Regions from separate parts of the Mus musculus genome. Here region 1 is linked to region 2. Evidence: chromatin contacts called from public HiChIP or PLAC-seq data. All regions are on one chromosome and are shown on one strand. Each heading gives the region's core, a stretch centred on a gene start, on an enhancer-like site or on the middle of the called end of the contact. The rest is flanking DNA. Distances are from core to core; before and after follow the strand shown.

Evidence for each region. HiChIP or PLAC-seq counts read pairs in DNA pulled down with a chosen protein or histone mark.
Region 1: a CTCF HiChIP or PLAC-seq map of CD8 T cells shows a contact between it and region 2, with 5 read pairs. The contact joins two enhancer-like sites. A contact is called at or near these places in 1 of 15 datasets of contacts at CTCF or cohesin (CD8 T cells), 2 of 484 Hi-C or Micro-C datasets (granulosa cells and nephron progenitors), 9 of 115 datasets of contacts at active chromatin or transcription factors (CD8 T cells, Th17 cells, bone marrow-derived dendritic cells and 6 more) and 3 of 9 other capture datasets (adipose tissue, liver and pancreatic islet).

The regions. Positions count from the first base shown.
Region 1 is chr5:3,464,890-3,468,095 of GRCm38.p6, reverse strand. All of the region lies in intron 4 of Cdk6 (cyclin-dependent kinase 6), which reads right to left. Among named protein-coding and RNA genes, the nearest start is that of Gm29868, 54 kb to the right of the region's middle. Within about 2 kb of position 1,770, at least 28 of the 459 cell types and tissues checked have an H3K27ac peak or open chromatin away from gene starts, as enhancers often do. A contact at or near this core is called in CD8 T cells, hepatocytes and liver, where this site is marked.
Region 2 is chr5:3,362,210-3,365,221 of GRCm38.p6, reverse strand. All of the region lies in intron 2 of Cdk6 (cyclin-dependent kinase 6), which reads right to left. Among named protein-coding and RNA genes, the nearest start is that of Cdk6, 20 kb to the right of the region's middle. Within about 2 kb of position 1,456, at least 36 of the 459 cell types and tissues checked have an H3K27ac peak or open chromatin away from gene starts, as enhancers often do. A contact at or near this core is called in CD8 T cells, hepatocytes and liver, where this site is marked.

The DNA of each region.
Region 1 (3,206 bases), core at 521-3,020, 100 kb before region 2:
ATGCGTGGTTTGAACATCATGGCCATGGTGTGCCTGGGAAAGTGTCTGTAGGGACACAGACATGAAGCTTGCAATGGGTGTCCCTCTCAAAGCCTGGAGACACAGGGTGGTAAGTGCCAGCCAGCTGCTGCCAGCGAGCTGAGAACTGGGAAGTCCAGATGGTTGGGTAGCCTGGCCCAAAGCATGAGGCTTAGCAGGGCTGAGATCTGTACTCTCCTGAAAATCCCACAGGGCCAAGCACCCACAAAGCAACAGGTAAAGGCGGACTGAAGTCATGCCACTAGTGGACATGATTTTTAATGTATTTTGAACTATCTTGAGGTCTTTTTAGGTGAGTCAGCAAGTTGTAGAAATTCAACTGCCATTTGGTTTCAACTTACTTCTTTGAACAATGGCTTGAGAGAAAGGTTGCTTGTTGTTGCTTTCCAGCTGGGTCATGACAGCGCTCTCTGTGCGGTATACCACCTATTACGGATGTCCACTGCAGGGATGTTAAGAGCTTACAATCTGGTTAAGAGCTTACAATATCACGTGTCTGTCTCTGTGAAGGACCTGCTTGGTCTCCATACAAGTCATTGCTAAGCAAAATGAAGAGGAATTAGACTATGTTCATACTCTCCTCGAACTAACAACATTTCTGTAAAGACACCTTGATTTTGGTGAAATTCCTATGAAAAAGAAATTGAGATGTTAAGATTACCTTTCTACAGGAGTGAAATAATTAATAAAAACGTACAAGATGGGAGAAAAAAAACCAATTACATTTCTGTTGAATTCTCAAGTAGAATAATCCCAAGAGTTCCCAGGGCCTACATTAGGTAATAATCTCTTATTTCAGATATAGATTAGTGCTTTCTAAAAAAGTCATCCTCTGGGTTATGTATTATTATTGAATATATATTGAAAAGCATTTCTAGCATTTGTGTCTTATGACTATCCTATTGTCTAATCCAGAGTCCTTCAATTCTCTTAAGTTTCTATAGTTTTAAAACCTGAAACTCTGCAGGATTTGCAACATTTTGTTACAATCAAATCTCGTTTTAAGTGCTTGAGAACAAAGTATAACATTTTTTTTTTTTCTGGCAACAAAATATAAGTTTGTTTTCCTTCGAAATTATACTTCTGTGGAAATTTCTGATGGAAAACTGTTCAATGCACAACCAGTTTAAGCGTGTGCAAAGCAGAATGTTATTAATTACTAATATGAAAGTCTTCTAAAGTCTCAATCTGCAAACACTGTTAGGGGAAGCACCGAGCGCAATGTGTAAGAACCAGGGCTGAAGAATCTGTGACAAAGGTTGCTACCAATGGTAACAATACAGTTGTCTAGTAAGCAAAGATAACAATAGGAACTATGGACAGAGTCTGGCTAGAGCCAGCTGGAATCAAAGCAAATACCGTATTTGTTACAATCATTACATGTATTAACAGCCTCTAGAGGTGCTGGACCGATCTGGCAACAGGAGGGGGGAGGCCAAGGAGGGGGCAGTTCAAGGATGTTTACAGAAGTCAATGTATCTGTTTAAAGGGCTTTGATCTCCAGTTACATTTTTTTTTAACCAGTTCAATACCACTAGAAGATAAAATCCAGCCAAGGCCAGTGCTGACTCAAAATCCACCAGAGTCAACTGTTCCCACTTAATGTTCTACTTAGGCTTCTTGTATTTCTGAGCACTTTCACCTGGATCGCATCAACACTGCCACTGCCAGTGGCTTCACACTAGTTGGCTACAGATGTTTGAAAGGCCCTGGTGAATGTCAGGCTGGGGGAATCTCCCTTTTGTCCAGATGATCTCTGCCTTGGAGGCAGCCCTATCAGTCTGCCATGTGCCTCCAGGTCCTTACTGAGTTTGGCCACAAGTCTTGGCAGGAGTTGAGAGAGAGGGAGAACAGAGATCAGGCCCTCAACTCCAAGTTGTCTCACAGTGCCAAAGTCTACCTCAGATAGCATGATCATTCCATTTACATACCCTCCCCGTGTCTGTTCCTTTAGAGTCCGGGATTGGTAACAGTCTGACTGGCTCAAGACTCAAGCCCTGCACCTCTGTCAATCCTGCTTCAGTAAACAGATCTATCTGGAAATGGCTCATTGACCTTGTCTTCATGTTTCTGTCAGGACCCCAAGTATACATTAGTATACGAAGCACTGTGGATAGAATTCCTCCCCCTCCTCTAGTCTGTTCATAGAGGGCGTTTGGACAGGGTGATCTGTGAGGTGCTCCATTAATATTCTGAGAGACTCAACAGCCAGACAAGAGTAATTAAGACCAAACAAACCCTACGCTTCCCTTGCTTGTCCTTCACTTTGATTATCCGGACTCTATTTCTGGGCCCAGTTTAACATGCCTTAGCCCTGAACATAGACAGTACGTTAGGAGGAACATGGACATCATCTTTGACAGACAACAGAATCTTCCCAAACTCTGTTTATATGCTTTCTGCCAACATAGAAATCTCCTGATATGCATGTTTTCCTACAGAAAGCTGGTATGGCTTATGAAATGAAAATCAAAACTAGGGATAATTCTATTGTTTTTTTACAAAGGGTCTAAAAAAACTCCAATTCTTTAACATACACATTCGAACTGTGCGTATTAGAAAGAATTGGAGTTTGGGTTCTTGCAGGCAGTCTTCTCATTATAATGCCACATGGAAACGATTAAAGCATTATATACTAGCAAAAAACCAAACCAAACCAAACCAAACCAAACCAAACCAAAACAACAACAAACCAATATTTTGGGACAAATACAAAAGGGCCACCTCACACTCATTCATTCCTTTGTAAGCAGAGTCTAGAGGAAGTGTTTTAACATGACAGGAGAGAGTCTCAGTGCTTGGAGCACTGAGTGCCCGGGGTCCTCTTCCATGCTTGGATCATGGTGGGAGCCCACGTGGCGGCTGTCATCGTCTTCTCATCTCTGTTCTGATATGTCCATTACCCCCTGACAGGGTGTTCTTCAGCCCCCACAGCTTCCTGGCTCCCATGGGTTCCACAGTTCCCATTAGATATGATTACTTCCCACCAAATGTCCTTTGCTTATGCGGGGCCCTCTTGACCTGAAACTGCAATTCTACGAGGGTCCCTCTGCCCTCTGGCCAAGCCCTGGTTTATTATTCATGTTTAGTATTGGTTGCCCAAAAATTGTTTCACTCCAGAATGCAAACCTTAGATCCAAGTGAGTTTCAGTGGAGTTCATCATGCG
Region 2 (3,012 bases), core at 207-2,706:
ATTGTTTTATTACCTCATATGGATTAATGCCATTTTATAAATGGAGGCATTAAAAACCACAATAGAATAACCAATCCTTATGATCCATGAGGGTGATAAAGAGCAATGTCAACCGGATTAACCTTAACAGCAGCAGCAGCAGTGACAACAGCAGCAGTAGCAACAGCAGCAGCAACAAAAGCAGCAACAGCAACAGCAGCAACAACAGCAGCAACAACAACAGTTACAACAACAGCAGCAACAAGCAGAACCCCTGATTTCCTAACAGTCCAAACATAAGAAACTCTGGAGTTCAATGACTGGCAAAATAAAAGCGCAGTCATCCCTTGACTTCTAACCTTCACATCCAGGGTTCTAGTTCCAAACTCCATTCTCAGGGAACCTCAAACTTCCCAATCCCTCTCTGTGGTTTTCTTCTTCTCAGTCACTAGTGAATGGCAAACACTAACACGGGAGTTTGGATATCAGAGTATTAACTGCTGTATATTTCCCACAGTCTAGACCCTTCAATACTTTTTACCGTCTAGAAACTGATATTAAACAGTACCTTTGTAATACTTGGGACTGTCAAATTTTAAATTCTGTTTGTTGTAGATTGCTGTACAAGTGTCTCTTCCCAGGTTAAATGGGCCTGGAGACTGTCAAATATCCCCTGGGGCAAAGTCACTCCTGATTCAATACAACTGCTGTAATGTAAACTTGGGAGATAAATCCACGCTTGTACAATCCCAGAATTAAAGACTAAACAAACAGAAGAATTAGATAAACAATTAGTTATAATTTATCACTTCTTCACTTTTAAGTACACATTGCCCCTTTCTTTTAACTCAAAGGGCTAAAGTCCCAATAGAAGATAACTAGTCACATAACGAGTCTCTAAAAGTAAACCCACTAGAGTGGCACAGGCAGGCACAGGCCAAGTAGGAGGCTGAAGTCATTCAACTATTCCAAGCAAGTTCTTACTTTCTATGGCCCAAGCTACCCACTATCAAACAGTTATTGCTTTGGAGTTTCTTATTTACAGTATGTGCTAGTGAATTAATTATATGCAATGTGTTTTCCAGACAAATAAGCTTTCACGTTCAAAAGTTTAAAATAAAGATCCATTTCTACCACGATGCTCTTACCTTTTCGTATATGGTTCTACCCACCAAAGCAAGTGAAGTCAGGAGAGCATCATGGCCAAGGATTGGTAATAATCATCCACAAGCAACCTATTCTTGTGATTCCTGTGCTAAGCACCTGCTGTAGTTAATACTGGAGAGGGCTTTATATGATTGAAACAAAAATCAAAGAACACACCCTTCTTTGAGTCTTGGAATGCAATTTTAAACCTGTCGACTAACACATAATGGCTCTGAAATGTAAACGTCAAAATGGCTTAAGACTTCTAAAGCTTTGTCCTCGTGACGTGTGCAATGTTTTGTTTGTTAAAGGCTAAGGCCATGGCAACAAGCATCGAGTCGGCTGGCTCTCTTGGCCCCGTGAAAGCAAGGCTAAAGAGCAGTGCTTCCTATGCTGGGGGTGTTTTCTGCACACATACCGCCGAGTCTGCAGTAAGAACTAACAGGGGCGAATGCATCAGTGTGGGAACCGCGCAGTAGTACCCTAGACCACAACAGCCATAGGGAAACAGAGGTTATAAAGGAGCCTGAGACAGGAAGACTCACAGGAAGCATCAAGAGGAGGCAGGGCAGACACAGAGAGGAAATCTCAGGGTGACCCCTCAGTACCAGACAGCATGCACTCTCCAGAGATTCCTAGAGTCCCCAGTCTCTGTCCCAGAAGGCTAGAAGGATAAAAGTTCTCACAAGAGGACTCGTTTCTTTGCCATGTGATCCCTCCTTTGGAAGTTATAGTAGGTCTTTATTACTTCTAGTCTTAAATCCACCTGCCAGAGCCTAACGTACACCATTCTCTTCTTGGCTGTGATGCATCTCTTAAATGTCTACCCTTTGGGGCTGTCACATGGCTCAGTGAGTAAATGGTATTTGTGGCCAGTACAATGACCTCATGCCTTCTTACCTCTACAAGTGGTTATTGCACATGTGCTCAGGCGTGAACACACACACACACACACACACACACACACACACACACACACATATTTAAAACCTCTCTTTTGGTGGAGAGAGGGATGTGGAAGGCTACTGCTTCCTGAGCACAAGTTTTAGTCTAGGGTGATGGAAAATTAGAGATGAATAGCAATGTAAAGGGTAAGGGTTAGTGTTGGGTTTGGGGTAAAGGCAAGAGTAAGTGTAAGGGTAGGAGTAGGGTTGGCTGTTGGGCTGGAGGCTGGGTGGGGGTAGGGAAATGGTAGGTTTAGGGGTAAAAATACAATTTGGAGTAAATGTAAGTTAAGGGGTAAGGATAAGGGTAAGGGTAATTCTGAGGGCACAGGTAGGAGGAGAAGGAGGGCTAGGGGTTGTGTAAAGGCAGAATACAATGAGTGACATTCACATACAATGAACTATTTGATGTTGCCGAATGAAAAAGGAAAACCAATCTATCTTTTTAAAAGAAAATTAAAATACAGTGTCTATAGAAGCTTCTAAACTTCAAAATAAAGCAAATCTCAACAGCTGGGAGCCTTCCACTGAAAGTGAATGTATGTGGAAACCATGAACCAAATGCTTCCAACATTCAGCAAAGAATATTGAAGATGCACCTAGAACTATCTAAAATTACAGTAGAACAATTGCAGGCCCCAAAGTACCCTTTGTGGTCACAAGCATCCCTGAGTATCCCGTTAGGAAAACCTGGGGGCAGAGAGACCTGGGGGGGGGGGGTATGAAGGAGGAGCGAAGACTTAGGCTGACTGCCAAGTATGTCTTCATTTAAAGTAGTCAGTTTATATTTTAATAGCTGACAATTGTGTTTGCGGAACCAGATAAGGGGCATGGTAAACCGTGTTTGATAATGTTGGTGATAGAACCAACAGAAACTTAAACATGAGGTACAGAGCAGAAACTGTCAGCATGCTAAGTCCAATGGCTCTGTCAAGCTGCATTT